2 separate regions of the Bombyx mori genome follow, and region 2 is linked to region 1. Evidence: chromatin contacts called from public Hi-C data. All regions are on one chromosome and are shown on one strand. Each heading gives the region's core, a stretch centred on a gene start, on an enhancer-like site or on the middle of the called end of the contact. The rest is flanking DNA. Distances are from core to core; before and after follow the strand shown. Region 1 overlaps LOC101741026 (moesin/ezrin/radixin homolog 1). Region 2 overlaps LOC101741026 (moesin/ezrin/radixin homolog 1).

What was found. A called contact is a pair of places that touch in the nucleus more often than the background predicts.
Region 2: a contact with region 1 is called in a Hi-C map of middle silk gland, with 2.1 times the contacts expected there. The contact joins two enhancer-like sites. A contact is called at or near these places in 5 of 7 Hi-C or Micro-C datasets (middle silk gland, midgut, posterior silk gland and 1 more).

What each region holds. Positions count from the first base shown.
Region 1 is chr9:15,688,561-15,694,816 of ASM3026992v2, forward strand. The region is part of intron 2 of LOC101741026 (moesin/ezrin/radixin homolog 1); the gene reads left to right. Among protein-coding and RNA genes, the nearest start is that of LOC134199412, 6.9 kb to the left of the region's middle. Within about 2 kb of position 1,926, at least 7 of the 8 cell types and tissues checked have open chromatin away from gene starts, as enhancers often do.
Region 2 is chr9:15,727,019-15,733,547 of ASM3026992v2, forward strand. All of the region lies in intron 3 of LOC101741026 (moesin/ezrin/radixin homolog 1), which reads left to right. Among protein-coding and RNA genes, the nearest start is that of LOC101738544, 30 kb to the right of the region's middle. Within about 2 kb of position 2,248, at least 5 of the 8 cell types and tissues checked have open chromatin away from gene starts, as enhancers often do.

The DNA of each region.
Region 1 (6,256 bases), core at 676-3,175:
TTTCCGTCATCGAAAGCCTTTCTACATATTATATATAGTATGTTAATTTCCGGTCTATATAAAATTAAATATGCATGGTTTTTGCAAAATGTTAGCCCAATCTTGTCCAGCCTAATATCTTCTTGAAAGGGACAAACGAACAAACTATTATGAAATCGTTAGAGGAAATTACCATCAAATAAAATGCCAAACCCGTGCTCAAAATACGAAATGACCAATTACATTTCTACCATAATAAAATCTGATACCAAAACAAAAATATCGAAACCTTGAATATAAAGTAAATTGTACGGACGTGTGGATCGTCGTTATTTTGTCGTATGGTGGTGATGGTTAATTATTGCTGTACTTGAATTTAATTTGACGGTCGACATGCTCTGTGCCCATGTGGCGCTGTTTCACTCGGTTTCACCCGCGACTCGTTGCGGTTTCTATTACATGATTTCATTTTTTATGTGTCACCATTTATTTCGTATTTGGGAAAGCTCTGTTAAGTTATTTAGTCTTAGATGTGGAAGCAAATTATTGATATAGCCCTAATTGTGGCATTCAACTAATATTCCAATTGAGTTTGCTTTGAAATACCACCATAACATCCAGATCATAAAGTCTAATTTTGCAACGGTACCAGGTTTCTTGGAAACAGTTAATAATATCACCTGTATGATTTTCCCATCCACGCCTAAAAAAAATCAAGCTAGTTTCGTAATATATAATTGTATAGGTAGAATTTATTCCAAGTTCCCCTAAATACAACCCACGTCTCATGTATACAGCCATCTGCTTTAGCACCTGTTGCGCCTCCCCCCAGTACCCTTCTTGCTCAAAACACACCGAATAACAAGCCTGTTGCATGAATTCTATGTATCTTTCAAAAGTCTTGCTCCTTTCCACAGCAAACGACTTATTAATAATTAACTCCAGGTGAGCTGCAATCACATATCCTCTAAGAAAGTACAATAAAAAACATTTGAAAATTATTCTCGTTAATCTCAAGTTGTCTACTCATAGTTTTTTTGAAGTCATGTTCTTCTGATGTTTTGAATGCTGGCGGTTGACGGACTAAGTGGGTTTTAGCCATTTGATTCTCAGCTTATAAAAATATAAATTTTGGTTTGTAATTGACATGGATATCCAATCATTCGATGGGTAAACGAAGGCGATATTTGCTGTCGTTGTTAGAACTGCAAATTGTACCATACATCATATACAGTTCTAATTATATAACTACAAAGATTAAAAAAAAAAACTTCAAGCATTAGTGTTTGATATTTAACCCCATAAAACACTGAATTGCGTCACACCACAGCGCATACGATACATTATACGGATTTCAGAATTTTCAAAGATGTTTACGAAGAACGAAGTGATTACTTTAAATGACTTCAGTTGCGGACACAACACGTAAGCGCTTCGTAATTGTAATTCTGATCACCTTGGCGGCTAACTTCCTCACTTATTAAACACAAGGGCATCTCGCGACATAATTTACCTAAAAAATTATGGTGAACGTGATTTATAATACTTTTGTTAAATTTGATAGCGTTTTCTTCAGAGGATTTTCTTCTCGAGCAAAAAGGATTCCTGTTTACGATACTGTGTTTCGTGGTAGTGAATCGATTGGACTACAAGATTTGTTAATGACATTGACAGCGGTCATTATTTCCGAGCAACTCTGTCTAGATAGCGATATTTAAAAAGTTTACAAATTTTAATACAACTTATTCCTGTGCACTATAGATGCCAAATAACATCTATTTGGACAAATAAGTTGAGCTTCAAAGGCGAAATCTAGAATCTTCCATAAAGTAGTAGGTAATATACGAGAAAAAAAGAGTTTCAATATCACGTTTATAAATAAAGCACCACTCATATAATGTTAACCAACGCCGTTTTCATGTAGTTAGTCGTTTTATCTTGTGTGCGAAGACCGTGGTGATGTCATACTCGTACACGTATCGTTACTGTTTGACTTGCGTTTTACACTTCGCGCAAATATATTATTATAAATATGATAATGCCCGTAACATAGATCGAGCGACGTACAATATGTGCCCCTTGTTGATGAAGATGTAGCTAGTTCGACGAAACTTTGCTTACTGGTACTTATATTACTGGTGGTAGGACCTCTTGTGAGTCCGCGTGGGTAGGTACCACCGCTCTTGCCTATTTCTGCCGTGAAGCAATAATACGTTTCGGCTTGAAGGGTGGGGCAGCCGTTGTAACTATACTGAGACCTTAGAGCTTATATCTCAAGGTGGGTGGCGCATTTACGTTGTAGATGTCTATGGGCTCCAGTAACCACTTAACGCCAGGCGGGCTATGAGCTCGTCCACCCATTAATCTAAACTCAGAGGAACCGATCCGTGCGGGCTTAAATGCTAAAACTAATAATTACGAAGAATAAAACATATAAGGGAGTATTTTATAAACACGTGCTGCATAATTACATGTCCACTATTATACAGAGCGTATTTTCTATCGGACGCTTTCATAAAAAAAATAGGATTCTAATCAAACTAATAAGATAATTATATGCAGTTTTCGTGACCTCAAAAATAAGATGTCAAATTACGGAAATATGCCGAGTTTTAAAAGTATGTACTTAACACTTGATCACGATGAAGAAATAGCGAAATTATTAGTGGCGCCTTACCTATTTTTGCCGTGAAGCAGCAATGCAAAACGTTCTGGGTTCACGGGTGGGACAGCTATAAATGAGATTCACATCTCGTGTCTGCAGGTGGATAATGTTATACACCGTGTGACGTCATCAACTTCGGTAATTTCTTACCATCAGGAGAACTGTGAGCTAGTTCACTCGTCACCGCAATAAAAAATATTGTCAAAATAGTTCCTAATGGTCACCAATTTTGTGTCGAGTATACGTTACAAAACATTTTCCGGTTTCTTTAGCGTTATTTTGGTTTTAACATGCGCTCCGCGACTTCCTCGGATGCCATCAATCTTGAATCCGGAAACATTTGTTCTTTACTTTTGAGGTCTCCGAAGGCAAGACGAGATTAACATCGTACGTAATTGAGTTGTTTAAGTTGCCCAAGTTGTTGAATTTATCATTCTTTTAAGAAAAAATGCTATTGAGCAAAAACATCTAAAATTTCAATTGTCGATCATTAACTTTAAGGAAACATTATAAGAATACCATGTAACGAAAAAAAACCTAGACTTGTTTGGAAACAGCGTATCTTGTGCAAATAATAAATAAAACTAAAAATAATATATTAAGTAGAAAAAAAACAACGGTCAAAACGGTCGAGATAACGAAGCATCCCCGAATCCTGATCACGCAGAAATCAGTCACCGTCGACGCCCTAGACGTCCTTACAAATCCATCAGATCAAATAACCCATTCTGTAGTCGTCGTGGCCTAACGGATAAGACGTCCGGTGCATTCGTGTTGAAGCAATGCACCGGTGTTCGAATCCCGCAGGCGGGTACCAATTTTTCTAATGAAATACGTACTCAACAAATGTTCACGATTGACTTCCACGGTGAAGGAATAACATCGTGCAATAAAAATCAAACCCGCAAAATTATAATTTGCGTAATTACTGGTGGTAGGACCTCTTGTGAGTCCGCACGGGTAGGTACCACCACCCCGCCTATTTCTGCCGTGAAGCAGTAATGCGTTTCGGTTTGAAGGGTGGGGCAGCCGTTGTGACTATACTGAGACCTTAGAACTATATCTCAAGATGTGTGGCGCATTTACGTTGTAGATGTCTATGGGCTCCAGTAACCACTTAACACCAGGTGGGCTGTGAGCTCGTCCACACATCTAAGCAATAAAAAAAAAAAAAAAAAAAAAAAAAACCCATGCATTAAACGCCTTCAGCTCTAACGCTAGGAGCAGGCTTGAAGACTCCGGTAACCGTACCCTTCGATCTCGGCAAAGAGTTCGACGTGCAACCTAACCCATGCATCAGCCCGCTGAGCTTATCGCCGGATCTTCTCAGCAGGTCGCGATTCCATCCGGTAGTAGATTCATTCGCGAAGCAACTGCTCTCGAGTTCTTAGGTCTCCTTCGGAGGCGCTCGGACAGCTGTTAACCAATCCCACACCTCCTGGCTAAGCTTTTGCTCGCACACCTGTCCTGGTGAAACTAGAAAGGGCTCCTGGCGACCAGTAATCTTTCAATAATAAAAAACAGCCAAGCGATTAAAAAAAAAAATCACATTGATTCCCATTGTTACGTTATCTAACTTTATTTTTGTTATTATGTTTTGAGTGGTTTGTTTGGCACTAGAACGCTTCTCTGACCTTTGTAACAGGATCTATCCTATTTGTATTCATTTACAACTTCACACTGCGTTCTCTTGCGATTCCCTTTATAATTTAGTTCCAAACTTTAAAGACCATCTAAAGATCATAACGGTAAGTTGTAAATGACACAGCAATGATATTATTATTGCATAGTCTTCTTTGTATAGCTTTTCACAATACTGAAGATCGCGACCTCAATTTAATACTTTTTTATTTATTAACGGTGTTCATAGGCAGCAGCGACTACTTTTCATCAGATTAATTGCACATTTTCTATTGCATAGTATATACTATACCTATGGGTTAAGGTGTCTATGCATTGTGCATGTGCTTTGCTTGGCAACAGCTTGTCAAGTAGAGCACCTATTCTCCTGTACACCTTGCTAGTGAAGTATTAATGTGTTTCGATTTTAGGCGCGCCTGCCGTTGTCCTATAAAAACTGAGATTTAAATGGGTGTAACTTTACGTTATTGATGTCTGTGTCCGATAACCATTTAATATCAGATGAGCTTGTCCAACCAATTTATAATTAAAAAAAAAGATCATTAGATATTTTGTGCACAACTACATACATCGGGATTAACGCTGAATTTTTAATCTCTTTTTTTTTTCCTACCTAAGCTGGTAGCCTTGAGAGGCTATTCCAGCGTAACCTTAACTAGTAGGTGAGCTCACGGGGCTCAAACCTGACGACGTTGCTAACACGAACCCTAGCAAGAGCCGTGCTTCGCAGAATCTACCACCGGATCGGAAACGCGACCCACTGAGAAGATCCGGCGAGAAACTCAGTGGGCTGTGTCTGAGGGTTAATTTACTCGTCGAGCCCTTCGTCGCAAGCGACGGGTTCTACGAGAACGGTGACCGGTGCTTGAAGTATCTAAAAGCACCGTTACTGGATCGGGAGGATCCGAAATGACGTGTTTTGGGCGACGTCGACTGCTTTCCATTCTTTCCGCAGGATCGGGAATGTTTTTAACCAATTCATAGTAGATACGCGCAAAGCAATTTACTTAATACGAGTACAAACATCCGCAGTTTGTTAAGCGATAACGTTACTATAGACGCGACTAGCGACTTCTTATCACAGTTTAGATTTACACTCTAGATTGTGGCCAAGTATAAGACTCCAAACAAATGGCTTGCAAACAAAACGGAACCCTTGTTATATTCTTACGAAGAAATTAACTTCAGTGCTTACTGCACACGAATCCATAGAACTTATCAAATACCTATTTCATGTATAACATCCAATTGGAATTGCCCCTCTAAGTCATATTTTATTATTACTAACTTTTTACAAATTAGGTTTAATTCCATAATAGTTATCAACGGTTTGATTACATTACCGCTACGTGGTACGAATGATCTATTCACAGTTTACCTGAAAGTTGGCATTCGGCGCCAGTCGAGTTTCAATAGAAAACCTAGTCTAAAAAGTTCGAGATCTCGTTGCATAAAGCAACATCAAGGAGCCTGATTCACCGATCGTCGGTACAATTCCACAAGCGAACCGTGAAATGAACTTTTTTTTGTCATTTTCGACTTCAATACGTACATTTAGTAGTTTCTCGCTGAAATTCTTGTGACAGTATTTTTACTCTTTATTTGGGCCGAGGAAGCAACAAGCCGCTTTACATAAAAATGTTAACCTGAGTTTAGAAATAATAGTTTTTTAATTTGGAAGATTTGGCGGTTCTAAAGAAGATGAGGTTCTAAAGACTGGGCTCATCGATCAGCAGCGCTCGCTGGGGTCAGGCAGAATCTTTGTTCGTGAAAGCTCTGTCGTACCGAAACGTCCCGTAAGCGCTCCCGGCAGATAGCTGACCGGTCTCTTAGAAAGCCTCTTGGCCGTTTCTCTATTGTCAGTATATAAGAATTATTTAGTGTGTCTTAGGCTCGAGATACTTCTCCATTCCAACAAGGTATTACTTTTCATTCAGTCAGTCAGTCAGTGCACCGTACCTATTCTTATTG
Region 2 (6,529 bases), core at 998-3,497, 39 kb after region 1:
GCCTTATCTATTGATTAAAAAGTTCTCTCGGGTCGCTCTAAAGTCTGCAGAATACCGAGCATCTCTCAGAGTATTTGTTCGCCTAAGGCGCTGATAAAAAATATTGCACATGACGTTACACTAGTCTTGTGTCATACCTATGAGATATTTACTCTAAATTTATCTCGAGTAATCTGGTCCTCAGAGCATCAGAAACATAATGATAAAGTTTTTGAAGATTTTGAAATCTACATTGTTGTGGATTTTTGGAAGTGCTGATCTTTTGGTGCTTTCAAAGGTTGAGTTTTACTGTACCATCAAAGCGTTCTTAGCTAGATAATGGGTACCTGTTGAAATATTATATAATTTTTCGTTAAATCAAAATACGGCAGGGTCGTTGGTGACTTGTTGGCATAAATTGTATGCTCAGATAACATTACCTGGATTGCTACAACCATACTTTCGATATTAGGCAATGGTGATTTGTTATTGATTAACTATAGATCATCTCTCGGATGACAGGTTGATGATCAGACACGAACCGGCCGGCATCGAAGCGCGACCGGCCACCCGCGTGACCTCGTTCCCACGCCGAATACCAGATGCGATCATTGTGCGGAGAGGTCACAGTCGAGCCATCGTAGCGCTGACAATAAAGCGACTGCCCTTGACTCCAACAGGTGTAACTAATGTACAAGTGTTACGAAGTAGTGACATCTGCATACCACATAATAATAAGTAAAAAAATTTCGTAGTAGACAGTGGCTTGACAGTGCCTCTGGTGTGTGTGATGTCCATTACCGACGGACACCACCATCAGTCGGGTTGTAAGGTTATCTGCCTTCGAACGTTGAAAACATTTGTTATGTAAAGTCGCGTCTCTAAATAGGAAGGTTCGAGAAGGCTTTGTGTTGAGCGACTATTTACCCCATCATCCATCTGTACTAGTCATATAATTCTCATCTTATTGGATGCCATTGGAGCCTGTGTGAGCCCGTACGAGCGAATAACACTAATTATAGGCTCACGAAATGCAGTTTATCATCAGCAAAATCGCTATCGATTCTGCCATTATATTTCGCAATAATAAATGTCTGAACTGAACAAAAAATCGATCGATTTGTAAAAAACCTATCACATGACTTAGCAAGATTAACAGCAGTATCGTTACAGAAAGTTTGTATACTCGTCGTTTATTAGAATTACTCGTAGTCGTATCGTAGAAATAGATTTTTGAATTAATGTCTAAACTGCCAGCTGTCATGCGAACTGCATTTAGTTTCAACAACGAATTTATGTAATCGCATACAACTTATATCAAACTACTTATACAATCAAATCCGTTCGCAATCTCTATATATAAAAATGAATTGGTGTTCGTTAGTCTCGCTAAAACTCGAGAGCGGCTGGACCGATTTGGCTAATTTTGGTCTTGAATTATTCGTGGAAGTCCAGGGAAGGCTTAAAAGGATAGATAAATATGAAAACGCTCGGAATTAAATAAAAAAAATGTTTTTCCTTTGATGCGTCCCCCGTTGGACGGATTCCTTTTGTTTGTGTTAAGTATATTTTATACAAAAGCTTAGATCTCTTATTTATCGATTGAGGCACTACGAAGTTTGCCGGGTCAGCTAGTCATTCAATAAATTAATGCTCTTATCATGACTTGAAAAAAAACGGTGGGAACAAAGTTTGTGTATGGTCAGTCCTGTCCTGTTGGCATTAAGAAATAAATTACAATCCTGCAGTTTTTTTTTTCGATAGCAAAAGTAATCGTGCGGTTTTCTTCAGAATAGCATAGACTGACCACTGTCGAACTTGTCGGTCCATTAAAACCAGTTCCACGGACTTCGTTCACAAGCACATCACACATACACGTGTAGCAATCATTGATGCCGTCAAACATGTGTGCGCTAAGGAGTGCCGCGCCGGTGAAAGTGCGTCGTAATCTAGTGGTGTTCAAACTATATTACGATAGCGCGTTGCAGACTAAAATCGCGCGCGATTTCGGCTTTTGCAAAAGTCTGGTAATCGTTCCTTAAAAGCATGTTATGGCAAAGCAATTAAAACTGTTTCACTTTGAACAGTTTGACAGCTTTAATCTCTATGCCAAGATTATAATGAGCCTCTTAAGTATTAATTTAACTTATTAACATTGCGTTTAAGCACGAAGCTAATAATAGTCGTGCCGTAAAATCTGCTATGTGCTACATTTGCACCCACTAGTCACAAAACGACCTTGCGTCTACCCAACTGCCAACAGAATGTGGCTCGGATATCCTCCGGCTTTGTAGTAAACTTGATTTAGGTCTGACGCATACTAAACAGGTTCCAAGCGAATACCTTAGTCGGATTTCAGTCGATTAGGTTTCTGTATCCAACGACAATTTGGATAACATTGATAGTTTATAGGTAGCAGTAGAACGGCCAAGACTTAAACGTAATGATTGATGATGAATAATTTCAATCGGGTGGTCTGTATGCTCTGCTGAGGATTAACATGGATTATTAATAGTGGTATCTAAAGTAGATGATTATACTTTCAAGAAAAAAAATCTCGTATATATATACTTTATATTACTTTTTGTAGTTTCTCCAATAGTTATTGTCAGTGGTTCGATTTTCACTTTAGCTACACTGTTTTTTCTGTACTTTTTTCATTTATTTGCGTCTACAATCCGCAATACTGAAAAAAGGTTTTTTTTTTTTCAAACTGAAACGCATTACTGCTTCACGGCAGAAATAGGCAGGGTGGTGATACCTACCCGCGCGAACTCAAAGTTAAATCAAATTTGTATGGAGCTGGAACGTTTGCTTACGTTTACCGCTAGGGGCGCTGTTCCAACTGCATACAAATTTTAGATAACTTTTACGCTATCGAGAATGTTAAAAAACTCGCACTAAGCTCACAGATGGGCCACATCGTCGACCTATGCAATAAAAGATGTTCCCTAGTAACCGCCTAACACTAATTAGCTAGCTAATTTGTTTTAGCACTTACAAAAAAAACAGGCAAAAGTATTAATGTCAGGGAAAGCCCTTAACGTAGTTATATTTGTCGCGGACAAGTCTTATGTACGTATAGGAATTCAACAGATTTCACTTTGAATCAAGAGTTGTCACGTACGCTTGACGTCACGATGCGACCGATCGATTTCTACAAAAATACACTTTTTTTTTCGATTATCGATCTAGATATTTTATGGAAGGAATTATTGAATTTTTGTCTATAAGAGTTAGGAGTTACAAATGCCCTTTCACCTACTTTCCTACCGATCTCGTTAATTACTACCTTAAGTTCTATTTGTAATGTTAGTTAATAATGGTACGGATATATTTCGGTTTGGTGGGTAGGACAATTTTTATACGACACAAAAAATTTGATTTCATCCTTTCGTCTCAAGTTGGAACAAACGCTAAGGGCCTTTGAGCTCTTTTTATCAAAAATAACTTGTATTTTTTTTTTCATCTCACAACATCAGCGCGGTTTTCGCAAAAAACCTTCCTATTTATGGTATTCGCTGTTGCTTAGAATAAAATGTATCCTATAAAACAGGAATCGTTTCATTGTAGCAACTTATTATCGACGCAATTAAATGGGCACTTTTAACGTCCGTGCTTTAAACATTTTGCTCGCCTTTTATAATTTAAAGTCAGATGTGAGACGATTACTGGACATTGACAATTTCAGCTGACGATTCATTTCAAATTTCATTTGAAGAAGGACCTGTTTTTTTTTATTGCTTAGAATGGTGGACGAGCTCACAGCCCACCTCGTGCTAAGTGGTTACTAGAGCCCATAGACATCTATAACGTAAATGCTCCAACCACCTTGAGATGTAAGTCCTAAGGTCTCAGTATAGTTGCAACGGCTGCCCCACCCTTCAAACCGTAACACATTACTTCTTCACGGCAGCAATAGGCAGGGTGGTGGTACCTACTCCTCCGGACTCACAAGAGGTCCTACCACCAGTAATTACGCAAATTATAATTTTACGGATTTTATGATACAAAGAAAAATACCTAGTGAAGCAATAGTTTGTAAACCAGGTTGTTGACGCCGTCGCCCGCCGTGTGTGATATGGTAATTGGTTTCGCGCAAGAACAGCTGATTGTTAGCAGATCGGGAGTTCGACGACCGCACTTTCGACTCTCCCACGACACGCTTGCCCAATCATACTCGCGATGTCTCAAGATGTCGTCAACGTTATACGCGATCTTTATTTTGAATTTTAAATATTACTGCATAAATGGATGAACGATTTCTCGGCTCAGCTAGTGTTAATTGGATAATTTGAGGCAAAGTCGACATTTCAATTGTATAATATTATATAGCGGTTATCCCACCTTTCAAATAAGAAGGCAGGAGTGTGGTTACTACTCTTGCAAGCTTATAAAACATATTTCCACTGGTAAATGCATAGAGGCGATTACAGTATGCTGATGGTATTACGCAGAGAACGCCGCGGCCTATTCTGCGATGATTCCCCTCGTCGCCTTTTACGACAACCTCAGTTAGAGATCGGTTGGTGCTATTCTAGGCCAAAGCCAAAAGGATAAATCCTTTATACTGAAAAGCATGAGTGCTTTCCAACAGCAGTAAGCAGAATGGTGTTCCCACCCGTGCCTTATCAAATAAGTAGGGATACTGGTCGAATGGTAGGTTAGTACTATTTTGAGAAAGCCAAAGCATTATATCCAAATCTTCACATCAATATCAATTGACTTGAATATAGTACTGACAAAGGATTGAAATATTTATTTTCCTTCACTTCCTAGTGTAGGTGGACCTACCAGGTTGCCGCTTAACAAATACGACTAAAAAGAGTGTTTATAATCGCTTCCAATAACGTATTCGAAATGATTGAAAACAGCGCGAGTAGACGATCAAAGGTACTCGAAAGTCAATTACCAATGCTCAATCGTTCGTACTAGTTTCAACTGTTTGTTTTGACAACTTTCCAAATCGACTCTCGGAATAACAACGTTTACTGAGAATTCCGAAAATAGGGTGCGTTTGAAAAAGCAGCGGATCTTGTCTTACAATTAAAATTCTGGGTGTTGCAATTGGAAAATGTTGGGTCTGAGCCCATTGGTTTCTCGTCGGATATTCTCAGTGGGTCGCGATTCCGATCCGGTGGTAGATTCTACGAAACAGTGCAGTTAAGCCCACCCAGTTGAACTCACCTATCTGTCTGCGTAAAGCTGGAATAGCCTCTTAGGCTACCAGTGAATCTATACGGAGAAAAATGTTGGTTATCGCGTCCAGCTACATGTGCAACTGAAGGCTTAGCAAAGGCTTTCGGCTTGTGGTTGTAAATGTTACAATGAAAATAAACATCGATCGTCTACATACGAAACGTCTTCTAAAGAAACCTTAGTAGGCAGCGTTTTGGGTTTTGTCTGCGGGATTGCCGTTGGCCATAACCAGTGTTGTCAACTTTATTTTAACTAATCCACAAATTTGGCAAACCCTCAAACCATCAGAAAAAACACTGACTTATTTTGCCAGACAGATAATAGGTGAAGTATTAAAATTATAAAAAAATAAAGACTGATCTTCGGAAGAATCGCATTCATGTACGATTTCTGTTATTGCAGAATACATTTCATTGGTTCCAATTTTTTGTACTACGCTATTTGGTAGTATGTAGTTATTGCAGCATTTTCTTTCGCCTTTTAAACCAACACGGACAGTGTGAATTGGAAATGGCAAATCTAACTTCATTCAGTCTCTCTGTTTTGTCTTGACAACGTTCATCATGCTAAATCATGGCTCTAGGTCAGCGTTAGAATGCGGTAAAACTAATGAAGATATAGCAAATATGGCCAGTACCTCATAAAAAAAATCACTTGTATTTTTCTAACTGAGTAAATGGATGGACACCACTGCTCGTCAACTTTCCTAACATCTTCTTGCTTTTTCTTAACAAGGTCAGCGATCGGCTCCTTATTGTGAGATAGTGCATGATCTACACTAATTCTTTTAATATTTTTCATGAGCTTCAAGTTTTCGGGCAACTTGTTTTTCAGTTCACGAATCAAATGTACACTAAACTGGATACACCTATTTCGTATTATTTCTTCTTAATTTCATGGAAGTCCTTTTTCTTTCATTGTTAACAATTGAGTTTCAAATCTGTACCCCAAATAACATTTCTTATCAACAAATTGTTGAATATTTTGAGTAAAAATATCTATTTTCTGGGTAGGCAATATTATTTTGGCAACAAGTATATCATACAATTACATTACATTAATTACGTGGACAGGGGAAAGTGGAAAAAGATCTTAAGATTGAAGCTCATGGGTGATGGTGGTCACGGCCCTCAGACATGAGGAACACGACTCGAGGAGGAGGATATCATACAAATTTGTCAATTCATCATATAATTTTGAATGATTTGCTTTTGATTCAAATAATTTAATAACTCTGCGAAAATCAGTGAGAATTGTATACATAAATACAATGTCACGCATAATTGACGTCATCTGAATACATTCCATGCAGCAATTCTGCTGTGTTATACATCTTTCTTTTAATTTGGCG